Regions from separate parts of the Triticum aestivum genome. Here region 2 is linked to region 1. The links are chromatin contacts, called in public HiCAR-type maps. All regions are on one chromosome and are shown on one strand. Each heading gives the region's core, a stretch centred on a gene start, on an enhancer-like site or on the middle of the called end of the contact. The rest is flanking DNA. Distances are from core to core; before and after follow the strand shown.

Region 1 (7,504 bases), core at 2,234-4,733:
TCCTACGACGCCTCCTCCGGCATGGTGATCCTCGAGCTCGAGTCCATGCCATTGCCCAAGGAAAGGGTTCACAAGATCGCCATTGAGCTGTAGAATGTTTTAGCTCCCCGGTCATGCGATCCATCGATAGTGTATGCTTTCGTGATTATTATTGAATTGAAGGGTTGGAGAAATATATGGTCACATTGATCATCTGCCGCTGCTAGTTGCCGTAACTCTGAACTGTACAAGTGGCCTCCAGTGTGTGGGACGGTGTGAGTACCTGGTTCTCTGACGAACCTTTCAATCCGGACACCTACCTACCGGCAAAATAGGATGCGCACAGATTTCTCCTCTGTTTGTGTGGCGCCTTGGCAGAGGAGGATGCGGGCATCCGGTCCAGATCTGAATCTGAAGCACGTTCCTACGCTGCAGAATGGCTGTCCGCGTCAGTTTGGTCCATCTTATGAAGATCCACAGCTTGTGATAATTTATCTCACAAGCGGGCGTGTCAACATACATAAACCCATCAGCTTTGCTACATCTACGGGAAAATTCTACGGAATTGTTGTTACGGATTGAGATGGAAACATTTAATTGGCGTAAGAAGTATTCGTAGGTGCTCCGTAAGTGTAGAGTTTTTGTAAATCCAGATATAAACCGTGCCAGCGATCCATCCTCCTGCTTCTCTGAGAGATTTGGAATGCTCGGAACGCGAAAGCGTTTCGCCATATGGACACTCCCACTCCGCCATCCACCTATGGGCCTAATTCTTTCCAGCTTCTAATTCTCTGGAGTTAGATTCTGGGAAACTGGCCATAGAATCTATGGTCCAATGCTTTTTCAAGATAACTGCTTGAGATTGTGGTACGAGTTGTGTGCTGAAATGTCTATGATGTCCTTGGGTTGAAATTGTGTGTTGAATTGTTAATGCTTGGTTGTTTCGAACAGTTTCTTGTCGAATATGATAACGAAAAAGATTTATGAATATCCTCTAGCACCATTCACCATTGACACTAGCAAAAAATTGAGGCATATTAGCAGCATTCACCATTCACAGTAGCAAAAAAACGGACACATACTAGGAAATTCACCATTCACATTGAGAGAAGTCCTTATTTGGCCCTTTTCTTAAAATTTGCTTCCCTTTTTGGCCCAAAGTTTTACTGCTAGCTGTTTCTTAGTCTCGGTATAATCACTCACTGTGTAATTGGCTTTGTTCACTTGACTCTCGTAGAGGAACAATCGATATTACTATTACGCAAGAGAAGGATCTCCGACATGTATCTGATGAATGGCTAAGCTACCGTCTGATGGAACTTTCTTCCCCAAGGAAATGCAGATGCAATCTACTTGGAGTAAAGGGTCTTGGCATGTAGTTGTCTTCATAATGAAGAGCCAGAAGTTTAATGTCACTAGCTTCATTCTTACAGAAATTGATCAAGCTAGAAAGAAGGTATTTCCACAAGAATCTTCTCTTTGCACCACACATCATGAGAATGATATTGAACAAGAGTCAGCTCAGCCTGCCTCTTCCTTTTCTCCCCATTTTTAGATTTCTACAAGTCGATCTTCTTACGATGGAAATCACGAAAAAGATCATTCACTCTTACCTCGTCTGGATTGTTCCCCTCCCTTTTTGACACTCAAACTTCATTTTGTTCCATATGTTACACTTCCGTCATTTTTGACGAATAATGGTGTTAAGTTTGAACTAAAAAGACTGTTTTACCCATAGTGTAGTATGTGACGAGATTCTTTACATGCAAACACAGAGATAATGTGATATATTTTTGTTGTGCTTGAATAAATAAACCAAAAAGTTACTATATGATTAATCTATACCTAATACCCAATAATAATAAAGGGGTTATTGATTCTGGCGGTATGTCATGAAAATTGCCTCCAAAGCCGCAAAATATTACCCATCATTGCCACCTACAAGTTTTTTTGAGGGGTATGCTACCTATAAGTGATAAGCAACATTTCATAGAGGGGGATCCTACGCATGGGACGACCCATGCAGTAGAGACCTCCTATGCCGCGCTTCACGCGCTGGGAGAAGATGCAGCGACCCGTTTGGGACAGCCTATGTCCGGGAAGCCTGTTTTTTTAAATTTCCCTTTTTCTTTTTTTATACTTTAAATAATTTGAGACTTCAATTTTTTTAGCAAATTTTAAAAAAATGATAATTTTGAAATGAAATTTTAATAAATCAAAAAATGTTTGTGGTTTTGTAAAAAAATGTTTGCTTATTCAGAAAATGTTTGAAATTTTGTAAATAAATATTCAGGAAATAATAAAATGTTCATGATTTTTAAAACAATTCATGAATTAAAAATGTTAGTGAAATTGAGCAAACTTTTGCAAATTCAAAAATTCTTCACGAAATTCATAAATTGTTCCACCTATTTCCAAAAAAGTGTTCGGTGATTCAAAAAAATTCTTTATTTTTTCATTTTTTTAAAAAGTATAAAATGTTCATGAATTCAAAAAATGTTCTTGATTTTAGAAAATGTTTGAAAATTTATATAAGTGTTCATGAATTTTTTTCACGATTTCAAATTTGTGCACGAGTTTAAAAGAATGTTCATGATTTCATGAAATTGAGAATGGCAGTGTATCTCGGTGAGGCAGCAAAATGTGATCATGGCCATTGAAGATTATGTTTTTTTTTCTTTGTTGCAACGCACGGGCCCTTTTTGTAGTAATAATAATATGATGAGTGGGACAATGAAGAACCCATCCAGCCTATATTGTAGCATATAAATTTGTACAAATTAATCATACGGGTGATAAATTAGACCGCGACATGTCAGTGGGTCAAGGTCGCGGAGCTGTGTTCTTACCTCAATTGCTGCACACGCCCGGGCCATTGCGTTAAGCCAAGAGCATCGAGTCAATTCAGTAACGATCGAGTCTCCTGTTGGAAATTGAACCCGGCGTCCTGCGTCCTGCACGTATATAATGTCCGAGCTGTACTCAAGCTTGTAGTCCTTGGTGCGGAAATTGCTTTTGAAGGCCGAGCTTCATGGAGGCCTCCAAATGCAAAATATAAGATCTCCCATGATTTTTCAATGTTGCGTTGAAAGTTGAAACACAACGAGAGACAAAAAGAACGACCACGATCAGAATAGACAACATCGAAGAAATCGTCCTTTATCCCCACACACAAGGATCCCGCCAGAGTGCGTGACCATGGTTGTTCTCTCTAGCCGGCTTAACTTCTGGATTGCAATTGACCTTTCCGCCAAAAACAGTAACGGATAGACACACTTGCAGTCGGCGGCGGCCGGTAGACGCCGAGGAAAAAGAAATGCCTGAGGAAGCTCAGGCGCACACGCACGTACGCGTCTTGGCAGCACCCGCGCGCGTATGGTTTGCTTAGCCATGCCGCACACGCCTTCTCCTCTTGCGCACTAAGCACCCCACAAGAAGCTTCCAGTAGAACGCGCGAACGATGACAAAGCCAATTTGATGCTGCCGCTCTAGGTTTTTGCGCGCGAACGATCAGCTCGACGACGGCAAGAACGATCCAGCAGCAAGAGATTGCACGGAAAGAGGGCGAACGCCCACCGCGTTCTTCTTTTTGCCTACATATACCCAGAACGAGCCCTGCTAGAACCGCTCCCGCACGTCAACGTCTTCGTCCCTTTGATTGATATCCCGGAAGGAATCCACCGCCGTTTCGTCGGTTCGGTTGCCGTCGGACACCGTCTTCCTCAACCCCCACAGACCTTCTCGCCTCCCTCCCCGCCATGGCCGACTACAACCGCTACGGCCACGTCCACGGCCAAGGATACGGCCAGCAGAACTACGGCTACGCGCCCACGCTCTCCTCCTCGCCGTACGGCAACGGCCAAGGATACGGTCACGCGCCCTCGGCGCCTCCCGCGCCCACGCCCTCCTCCTCCTCGCCGTACGGCTACGGCTACGGCCACGGCCAAGGAGGCTACCCGCCGCCGATGGGAGGAGGCTTCGGAGGAGCCGTGGCGTTCCCGCCGGGGACGCACCCGGACGTGGAGCGTGCATTCCGGGCCGCCGACCGCGACGGCAGCGGCAGCATCGACGAGGGGGAGCTGCAGGCCGCGCTCTCCGACGCGCACCACCGCTTCAGCATCCGCACCGTCCGCCTCCTCATGTTCCTCTTCAGTGACGCCCAGCTCGCCTCCTCCCCGCGCTCCCGGATGGGTAAGCAGAGCACACGCCTATACACCCACAACAAAATCTGCATCTCTTTCGGCACTGTTTCAGCATAATCAAGTACTGATTTCTTGCTGCTTCCGAACGATGTTTGTTGCAGGGCCAACGGAGTTCGTGACGCTGTGGAACTGCCTTGGGCAATGGCGGGTGAGTGCTACTGTCAATTTGCTTGCTATCGTTTAACTCTGAATTACAGTATGTATGCTCTCGAATGAAACAGAGTGTGCGCATTCAGTTTCTGAAGCTCTGTTTTCTCCCTGCATATCTTCACATTGCTTGCAGTTCGATAACAAAATCATAAATAAATTATCATCGACCTTGTCTTCGTTGCATAGGAATATGCTGAATACTGCAAGTGTACTTTTTTTTTTATCAAACGAGAAGGTGGAGACCCTGTTTCCCTGTAAGGAACAGCTGTTTACCCAATCATGTTATGAACTTATGATGCTCATGGAATTATTGCCCATCTAATACTGCAACTGAATTTTTCATGAGGGAAGTCAAATCAAAATGAAAAATAAAATAAGATTTGTCAACCTCTGTCAATGATCTGCTATTTTTCCCCATCCATCTATCACCATCAGCATGTGACTTATTTCTGTTCTTCATGGCACTGTCCTAGGTCGTTTTCGACAGATACGATAGGGACCGCAGCGGAAAGATCGACTCCGATGAGTTGAGAGAAGCTCTTCGCGGCCTCGGATACGCGGTGCCACCTTCGGTCATTGATCTTCTCATAGCTAACTACAACAATGGTGTTTCCCACCGCGGCGCCCTAGACTTCGACAACTTTGTGGAGTAAGTATATGGAGTCCCAAGTATATCTCACACACAAAGTAATCTAATTCAGCCAATACTCTATAACATACTTACAGAACTAATTAATGTTTTGTTTTGCATTTCGGCTTCGATCTTGAAGGTGCGGAATGGTTGTGAAGGTACGTCCCCAATTAATAATCAACTATGTAATCAAAGTTTCAAATGTTTGCTGATGGATTTTTCGCTGCTGTGTTGTTCTATGCAGGGTCTGACTGAAAAATTCAAGGAGAATGACACGCGCTACACCGGCTCAGCAGCTCTTACCTATGACGGCTTCTTGTCAATGGTCGTCCCCTTCATTGTACCTTAGATAGTCCTGGTGTCTGTTTGCCCACGCAAAGGAGTACAGTTTTAAGTTTGTGGGATCGATTACAGTTCCGTTAATTTTGAGCGTTTTGTTTCACAACTGTGTATGTGAATATATTCGCAAAAAAAGAAAGAAACTGTGTATGTGAATAAGAAAAAGTTAATGGTTGGAATCGAACTGCCGATATGCGTCGCGCGGCGGTCACCAGGCAAGGTCGCCACGTGCCCCTGCGGGCCCCATGCAGACGCCAATCGCTCTTGTCCAAGCACCGTCCTGACCGCTATCTGTTCCTCGTCTCCTTTTTGTTCCCGTTCTCTCTCACGCCGCTCACCGCCATAGCTGCACGCAGCACCACATGGCATTGGCACCGAACCACATGCAATTTATAAGGTCAAATTAAAAAAATTACAAAACTATGAACCCAAAGGAAGAGGGTAGATCTGTATCTCGCTTAAGGTCTCTCGCTAAAGGGGTCTAGAGTAGATCTCGCATTAAGCGAGACCGAAGGTGCTGTTGCTGAAGGGTCTACAGTAATCGGACCAGCCCATTGACACGCAGTTAATAAAGGAAAAATAGAGGATAAAAGGGAGCGCACAAGGGATTCAAACCTTGGTCTCCTGGTTAAGGGCAAGCACGGCTAGCCAATGGGCTTGCCTTGGGTTCGTGATAGAGTAGTAGAGCGGGACAATTTAAGTCAAAACGAGTCAGGTTTTCCACTGTTTCTTCTCCGTTTTTCCTCTGGTTTTTGCGTTTTGTTTTTCACCGGTTTTTCTCCGTTTTTAGGCATTTCCCCCTTTTTCTTTTCATTGTTTTCTTCGGTTTTCTTTATTTCTTTTTGCTTATTCTTTTGCTTCTTTGAAGTTCTTACTCCCTCCTTCCATCTATATAAGGTCTAATGTGTTTTCCAAGACCGCCTTTGACTATTGATAAGATTAATAATACATGAGAGGTATAATGTAAAAATTATATCATTGAAAGCTCCTTTAACTTACGAATTTGACGGTACGCTTTGTTTAACTTGCATGTCATGTATTATTGCTTTAACACTTGATCAAAGTTAGCCTAAAAAACGCATTAGGCCCTATATAGATGGAAGGAGGGAGTAGTGGATTATTAACTCATGTAACTAGTATTCTGAAACTGTTGATTTATAGGTAAAATACAATTTATATGGAACATGTCTTGTAAAGGAAAGAAAGATTATCTCATCACTATCGTAAAAACACAGTAAAGATGGATATATAAATATGCATCTATAAATTATTCGGAATCACCAGTATGTTGATGTACCTTAGAGGCTTAGAGCCTTCCGAAAAAACTTTGAATTGCTCGCCTCGGAAAGAACTCATGCTTGACAAGGCTTTCTTTAAAACAATGTCGAGTAATGCTCAAACCCCGCGACTCGGATTCCAATCGAAATTCTTGTATCAACTTGCCCATGTTGTCACAATGGAACATGTGATATTCAGACATATTGTAGACCAGCACATCTCCCTTGAGGGACAAAACCAAATGTTTTGTACTCCCTCCGTTCCCAAATATAAGTCTTTCTAGAGATTCCAACAAGTGACTACATACGAAGCAAAATAGTGAATCTACACTTTAAAATATGTCTACATACATTCATATGTTGTACTCCATTTGAAATGTCTAAAAAGACTTACATTTAGGAACGGAGGGAGTATTTGGGAGGTCACACAAGCTCGTCACTGGGAATGTAACATGGTACTTTAATGACCAGACCTCCCTCTCGTAGTCCTCCAAGACCCAGATTTTGAGGGCTGTTTTCCTGTCGGCAAAGCTACCCAAGCCAATCGAACCTTCTATGTGGCACATTTGAGTGCAGAGTGTGGTAACATCAGCCGGGCGTCGCATGAACTTGAATGACTCAACCATCGTGTCAAAAACGACTATGACGGGGTTACGATGGTAAAAGCGGTCAGGTTCCCAGTGAAGGCATCTGCGGAACAGGATGGGTGGGGCCAAATTATGAGGAGCCATTCCGTGCATGCCGGCCGACGACGTAGCTTCCTCGATGATACCTCCGACACACCTCGACGAGCCCCTCTGCTGCACCATAAGGATGTAGTAGGCAGCTGATTTGATTTGGTACAGCTGTCGCTTCTCCAAGTATAGCACGCGGTACTCTCCGGACGGGTGGTGCAGGTACAACACCGCGAAGTCTATCTGCTTGGC
Region 2 (7,504 bases), core at 1,482-3,981, 190 kb before region 1:
TATCAAACTAAATAAAACTGCAGGCCATTTCAGTGCTACACGGAAAAGCAAATGTTGACTTTTGTTTTTCTATGAAGCTCCCAGAGCATATTTGTATTTAGTAACAGACTCGATCCAATACATTTTCAACAGTTAACAGTCAAGTGCTTAGTGGCAATTAAGTCTGTGATACCCGACTTACAGTTATAAAGACACAATATGGGTACTATAGTTCGCAATGAGAAAACTAATGTCAGCAGTTAGAAACATCTAGCTCCAAATCATTATAGGAGTCATTATTCAATTTACCTTAGAAAGAGGAGATTGAGGAGGTAAAATAACTGATGACACCTTAATGAGGCATCTTTCAGACATATCCCTTTCCGGCTTGTCAGCACTTAAGAGTCTTCGGTATATTGGGGGAACCCATATGCTTGATTGGTCTCTCATTCCTTTTGGATATTGACTAGCAAGTTTCATGGTAGCCTTGAGAAAGAGTTTTCAAAGACGGCCTTAGTTCAAGTATTACTAGCAGGTAAAACATTAAACCACAAAAAAGGAACAAGAATCAAGTGTGTGCTTCACATTTGCGCCAAAAGTGCTCATACTAAAAAGGTAAAACCTCCGACTTGAATGATTTTCTAGCTGGTGCGGCAACATAAAATAAACTAGTGAGGCATGGAAAAAATCTAATGACATCATCTATGAACAATTTGTTTTTCCTCCCTGATGAAGACGTGAAATATAAGAGTAATGAACTCTAATAATTACCTAGGTATTTTAGTAAATTAACATACTGAAGAGTGTTGCCATTGCAATTTCAAGTGATGATAGAATTAAACAGATTCACTCAAAGTTCATTAGCAAGAGAGTGGGCATATATATTAATTAGTAACTTAAACTGTTTTCATAAGAAAGAATGTATCTTAATACGGCAGTCTTAACACTTAAGCCTGTCTGGAAAAGGTTACACGGATGTCTTGCAGGGCTGGAGGTAAACCCCTTCAGTTACAGCAATTGTAAAAAGATGCCAACTATGTTGGTCACTGGCAATACATTATGCTGCAAAGAAATCATTCACATGAACTGTTTTATTGCTATAAGAAACATACTATGAGATTAATTACTCTGCTCAACAAACCAGAGATAGGCATACTATGAGATTAATTACTTAGTTCACCAAACAAAAGAGAGGTAATGCAGTAGAACGCAGTTTAAGTAGGAAGAAAACCTGAACAGCCTCAAATGTTGTAGACAAAGAACCAAATGGATTGTCAAGGGCATAAACAATAGCATTGAGCAAGGGAGTTACTCCATCCTCTACCACCGAAGCCTCCAATTGTTGAACAGAAATGCACCAGACTGCAAGATTACAAATAGCCTGTAATAACAATTAAGAGAAGAAATAGGAACTCAATTACTGAACGAGCACACACATTCTCCCCAGTAAAACTGAACAAAAGAAGAACCTGAAAACGAAAAATGGTGAGCAGAACAAACCTTCATCTTGGTGGTCATGATCAGCCGAACCAAAGTAGCCAATACCGATTGAGCCAACTGTCCTGCAGGGTAAGAAAAATAAATATTATAACTGTTCCTTCAAGCCAACAGGTAATTTGATGATAATCAAAAACAAGAGATAGCAACGTATAGTGATTTAAAATAGCAAAAGGGACAGGCTCTTTAATTGTAGAAAATCATGAACTGTCAAAACAAAAATTTATCAGCTCCAACTTTAGCATGTGTACTCAGAGTACCTGCCATGAAATGAAAAATTTCTACGTTTTCCTAAGAAAATGTAAACTACCAGCTCTCATTGAAAGGCCAATGTGTGAGGATGAAACTGCTAGATGATGGGAAAATGGATCTGAGACAATGGTTTATTAATCATATAGTATCAGTGGAAGACTGGAAGGTGAACCTACAGCCGTGCAAGGCCTGGAGTGACAGGAGCCAGATTGTCAGTAGAACATGGTGGTCGCCCACATTCCACCAAGATTTCTTCACTGGGCCTAACTCGGCACAGACATAAACCGCGAGATGGGGGCTACCAGGAGGTGCTACTACCTGAGATGGTGGAGACGAGGACAGGGTGGTAGAGCGCGAAGCCGAGGCACTTGAGTGCGGAGGCGGCGACGGCCTCGTCATCTTCGGCGGCGTCGCGGAGGAGGAGCGGGAGCAGGGCGGAGGGGGAGGCCGCCGCGAGGTCGGCCGCGGCGGAGGGGTCGTCGGCGCACGCGCGCTGCAGGTGGAGGAGGCACGCGTACGCGGCGGCGCGGTCGGGCTCCGCCGCAATCTCCGCCACCTGCCGCGACACCGACGGCGGCGCCATGGAGGCGCGAAAGGGAAGAACGTTTTGGGGCAGTTGGTCGAGTCGTCGGAGATGCGTATGCGGTAACGGGCATTACGCCAACACAGCAGGGAAAGCGGCTTCTCGTTTAGAGGGGGAAGCGGTTTTCTGAGCGTACGTATCTCACGACAGACCGCTAAAAAGAGTATATAATAATACGTAAAAAGAACAATCCTCGAGGTATATCCAAATTTCAGAATCATGTGTATGGCAAAGTTCAATCAGGCCAAAGGTAAATTTTGAATTAAGTTTTGTAGGGCTTTCCCCTCTCCGAAGAGAGGGAGCCCTTACAGAAATTCTCAGTAGCCCATGAGGGCCAAAGAGGGGGTTTGGAAATAGTTTTCAACCAGCAATTGACGCGCCTCGGTATAACCTCACTAGCTGCGTCATTGCCCCAAGCGCAAAGATGCCTTCTCCCGTCCGCCCGCACCCCCTTCTTATACCCCGCTCGCCCCCTCCCGCCCCCTCCGCGAGCGATGTGGGACTAATCGCACCACCAGCGAGCCAACCGACGGATACGCACCTCACGGACGGGCAAGCAGACAAGCGAGCGTGGGCCGCTTCTCCCCTCGCGCGTGGGCTGCTGAGTGTCGTGGGCCTGATACGGGACAACATTGCCACTTGCAGCCTACGCCTCCCCTAAAAAAAGAAACATTATCCAACTGGAGAGGAGAACGAAAGAGAGAAATCGAGGGTTCGAAGGCCGTGCATTTTTATTTTTATTTTTTTAGATGAGATTGAGAATCGCAAGTGGCATGCATGCGCACATCATTCTGGTCGGGGACGGGCGATTTTTTTATATTCTTTGTGAGAAGAACTTTTGGTCCAGGCCGTGGACGGAGCTATCATCCGGCGGCCACTTTCTGTTTGATCTTGCTTATTAGTAGCAGCAACTTGGTACGGGATACTACTAGTTGTTTATTAGCGAGTGGCGCATCGATGGGATGGGTTACGTAGGTTTGCTGATAAATCTGGGCAAGATTAGCTTAGTCATTGTCAGTCAGTTGCAAACCACCTCTGCAGGGGTGGGTGCAAACGGCACATGCACGACGGCATTCGGCGTCGCCGTCGTAGACGGACCGGGCCAGTGCGATGCGAACGGGAGCCTCTTCAGCATGTCTTCCTCCTACAGGGCGAGCTGCTGATCAAGCCGGTGTTATCCTATTCCTATCCAGTTCCAGCTGGACCTGGAGGAGGGAGACGCACGTAGGGGCGTACGTGTGGCCATCTCTGTCATTCGTTCCAGTTCGGGCTGTGCCTCTGGCTTTTTGTTCGATCGTTTTGTTGCTTCTGAATTTTCTGAAGAGAACTTTTGGCCCAGGCCGTAGATGGAGCTATCACCACCCAGTGCCCACTTTTTCCTTGGAAGATGTACGTATCATTTTTCTTTTTTGCGAGCGAATGTAACGTAGCTTATTGGTAACGATGCTACAGTAGTTTTTAGTTTACTACATGGTGATAAGACTTAAGAGTGGATAAACCCTGTCATGCCCTTGCAAAAATCCGTTCTTCTGCCCACTCGCACGGTTAGCACCATAATGATTTTTCCTAATTGACGAGCGGCCATCCTTCTTGATTCCGCAGCACCAGAAGATACGCGTGACGTGGAAACGGTGCGAGCGTTATCTCGTTGATGAGTGATGACAAATCGCCTCCACCTCGGGTACACGTCAGACGGACGGATAGATATACCGCGTTATCATCACCGCCGTTTCAAACGTGAGGCAAACGTGGCTCCTGCAGGCAGCTGCACCGTTATAGACGGAAGTCGTCGTCGTCGTCCACGTCGTGGACGCGGTGCCGCCGATTGGCGTGACACGCAACGTCGGAGTTTGACCCGGCCACGGCCACGGGGGTGCCGATCCAGTCCTGAGTCCTGACAGTGCATCGGCGTGGATCCGCCGTGGCAGCCTCGGCCTCGATCGGTCCCGTCGCGCGGCTGGCTGCCACGGTCCAAACGAGGTCGCGTGGGCCAAAGGTGTCCCGTCGCGTGCGGCGACCGGCCACATGGACGACGGCTCTCTTTGTTCGTTGAGGACGAAAGTTCTTTTTTAACTGGGATGTGAATCAAGGACCGAACGAATATTCTACTATGCATTTGCAGGTGCGGATTGTTTCGAGGTTGGCGGAACCCGGAGCGAATATACGAGACGGACACAAATGGTAGCACTGCCACAATAGTGGCATTTCGAATGTTATCTTGTCACATAGAGCAATGATAACAGCCCGCTCAAAATTCAAAGTTAATATTTCAACGAAACATTATTTCAAATATAAATCACAATCCAGACATAATAAAGTTTTGAAATAAAAAGTTTAAATTTAAATTCAGCTTATTCAGACGCATGCATCAACAATTCAAAAGTACATATTTTAATGAAATAATATTTCAAACATAGATAACAATCCAAACATAATAAAGTTTTGAAATAGAAAATTCAAAATTAAATTCAGCTTATTCGGACACATGCTCTAATTATGAACCACTCACGCATGCTCCACCAAATCACAAGCTGTGTGCAAGACTGTTTTCAGGAGAAAAAAAACATTTGATGATGCGAAAACCTTAAACGATTGATTATGAAAATGCAAATATCCACTTTATGTAGAGTCAGATTAAGACATGCTATATTCGGTGTGGAAAATAATAGACTATTGATTTTAAATCTTGAAATAGGCTTCCGACTAGGTTTCTATGTAAAGCCCAGATGGCAAAACCAATGCAAAATGGTGAGGAAAGTTTTTCTTTTTGAAAAACACGCCATGTATTAACTAATAAAAAATGTTATTACAATCATTCATTACAACATATGCCACAAGCAGGGCGGAACAATATTAACAAGAACCCCATCAGACCTAGTACTAAAACTAAACTTAGCAATCTCATGTGCCACCCCATTAGCAAGCTGATAAATTTAGGAAATTTCAAAATCTTGGATCGTCCTGAAGATACTCAGAGCCTCTTTCTTCAGATCAACAAGAGGAGACCTGTCAGGCTTCTCATTTGCAAGGAGAGAGTGAACAAAAGCATAGTCAGTCTAAAAAAATACTGTGAAGGGTGATACCGATATAAAGGTCTGAGAGGTAGACACGGAGCTCAGCTTCATTCTCGCTAGTACACAGACCAATAAAATCTCATGACAAAATGATAACTTCATCGGATGTATTTCTACCTGAAAGTGCTAGTTATCGACTAGAGGGGGGGTGAATAGGCGATTTTTATGAAAGTCTTCAAAACATGGGAGTTTCAAAGACAAACGATAGAAATGAACATATAAACATGCAGCGGAAGGTAGACTACACTAAGCAAGCCATAGACAAGTATTCAATGAAGTGAAAGCACGAAGACTAATAGCAGCTAGGTAGAAAAGATCAGGATGGAAGATGGTATGAAGCCAAACAACAATAGTAGTCACACAGTGAAGTCAAACAGGCAATGACTTCACGAAGACAAACTGTAAGTAAAGAGAGGGAGAGGATAGAACCAGTCACTTGATGAGGACAAAGGATTTGTTGGACCAGTTCCAGTTGCTGTGACAACTGTACGTCTGGTTAGGGAGGCTGAGATTCAACTCAGAAGACCGTGTCTTCACCTTATTCCTCTTGAGCTAAGGACACCCAGTCCTCGCCCAATCACTCTGGTAAGTCTTCAAGGTAGACTTCCAAACCTTCACAGACTTCGTTCACCGGCGATCCACAATGACTCTTGGATGCTCAGAACGCGACGCCTAACCGGCTGGAGGATTCACAGTCCTCAAGTGTAACAAGTCTTCAGGTCACGCGGACAGAAAGACTTCAGTGATGCCTAACACTCTTTGGCTCTGGGTGTTTGGGCTTTGTCCTCGCAAGGATTTCTCTCTCTCAAAAGCTTCGGAGGTGGGTTGCTCTCAAACGACAAAAGCCGTGCACTAACTCTGAGCAGCCACCAATTTATGGTGTAGGGGGTGGGCTATTTATAGCCACTAGGCAACCCGACCTGATTTGTCTGAAATGACCCTGGGTCACTAAGGAACTGACACGTGTTCCAACGGTCAGATTTCAAACACACGCGGCAGCTTGACTTGGGCTACAAGTGACTCATCCAACTCTGGATAAGGTTTGCTCTCATTGTCTTCGCTCGAAGACATATGATTTGGTTGAGCATCACTTCAGTGACTCTGACTTTGTTCACTTGGACCCCACCTAACAGTACGGTGGTTCCTATGACTCAACAAAGAAGAAAAAGGAAACAACGAAACAACTAAGTCTTCGCGCTCCATAGTCTTCACGTGATGTCTTCTCTTGTCATAGTCTTCAATGTGAATATCTTCACATACCACCATTGTCTTCAATGTCTTCATACATTTTTAGGGGTCATCTCCGGTAGGTAAACCGAATCAATGAGGGACTACTACCTGTGTTATCCTGCAATTCTCACAAACACATTAGTCCCTCGACCAGGTTTGTCGTCAATACTCCAAAACCAACTAGGGGTGGCACTAGATGCACTTACAATCTCCCCCTTTTTGGTGATTGATGACAAACTGTTAGAAGTTTTCAACGGGGATTAAAGTATATGAAATTGTAAAAGATTAAGGTATTGTCTTCATAAGTAGCAAAAGGCTCCCCCTGAAGATGTGCATATAAATAATTTGCTTTTGGAATGCAAATGCACATGGCAGGTTGTACTTGTGGAGATCCTCTTCAACTTATGAAGACAATTCATCATGCATGATTAGATATAACGAAGATAATGACATGCATAATGAAAAATGGACGTCTGCAGTATGACTTCGTGCGGGATTTATCATCGCACATGCGGAATTTATCATCGCATCACAGAATAGCAAACAAGTAGCAGACGACCATCAGGTTTAAGTGTTACAACTCAAAGAACCAAATGTATCAAAAGCGAGAGTTGTAAACACTAGGCAAAATATAAAGCAACCGCCCATATGGACCCGCTTGAAGACTATCAACTCATATGCTTCTCCCCCTTTTGTCAGTAAGGACCAAAAAGGTTTGAAGACACAGAGCCTCTACTCGTTCCCAGAAGGAGTAGGTGAAGCTGCAGGGTCGTCGTTGGCGTTTGGCGGTGCAGAAGAACTTGGAGCAGTGTCGACACACGCTGAAGTTGGAGGTGGTGAAGTAGCATCATCTTGGTCATCTATGACTCTGGCATTCACCATTGCAGCT

Evidence for each region. HiCAR-type assays count read pairs that join an accessible place to other places.
Region 2: a contact with region 1 is called in a HiCAR-type map of leaf, with 7 times the contacts expected there. The contact joins the promoter of LOC123165363 here to the promoter of LOC123166106 in region 1. A contact is called at or near these places in 3 of 5 Hi-C or Micro-C datasets (all in leaf) and 1 of 1 datasets of contacts at active chromatin or transcription factors (leaf).

The regions. Positions count from the first base shown.
Region 1 is chr7D:86,266,220-86,273,723 of IWGSC CS RefSeq v2.1, reverse strand. It overlaps LOC123166106 (calcium-binding protein CBP), which reads left to right and starts at 3,483. Exons shown (of 5, transcript XM_044583869.1): 1 at 3,483-4,170; 2 at 4,283-4,329; 3 at 4,805-4,980; 4 at 5,102-5,120; 5 at 5,207-5,485. The coding sequence starts at 3,738. The coding sequence ends at 5,311. LOC123165185 (probable galactinol--sucrose galactosyltransferase 6) reads left to right here. Exons shown (of 5, transcript XM_044582816.1): 5 at 1-192. The coding sequence ends at 93.
Region 2 is chr7D:86,456,241-86,463,744 of IWGSC CS RefSeq v2.1, reverse strand. LOC123165363 reads right to left here and starts at 2,731. Exons shown (of 9, transcript XM_044582993.1): 1 at 2,047-2,731; 2 at 1,480-1,541; 3 at 1,211-1,360; 4 at 289-465. The coding sequence starts at 2,311. It also overlaps the pseudogene LOC123171646.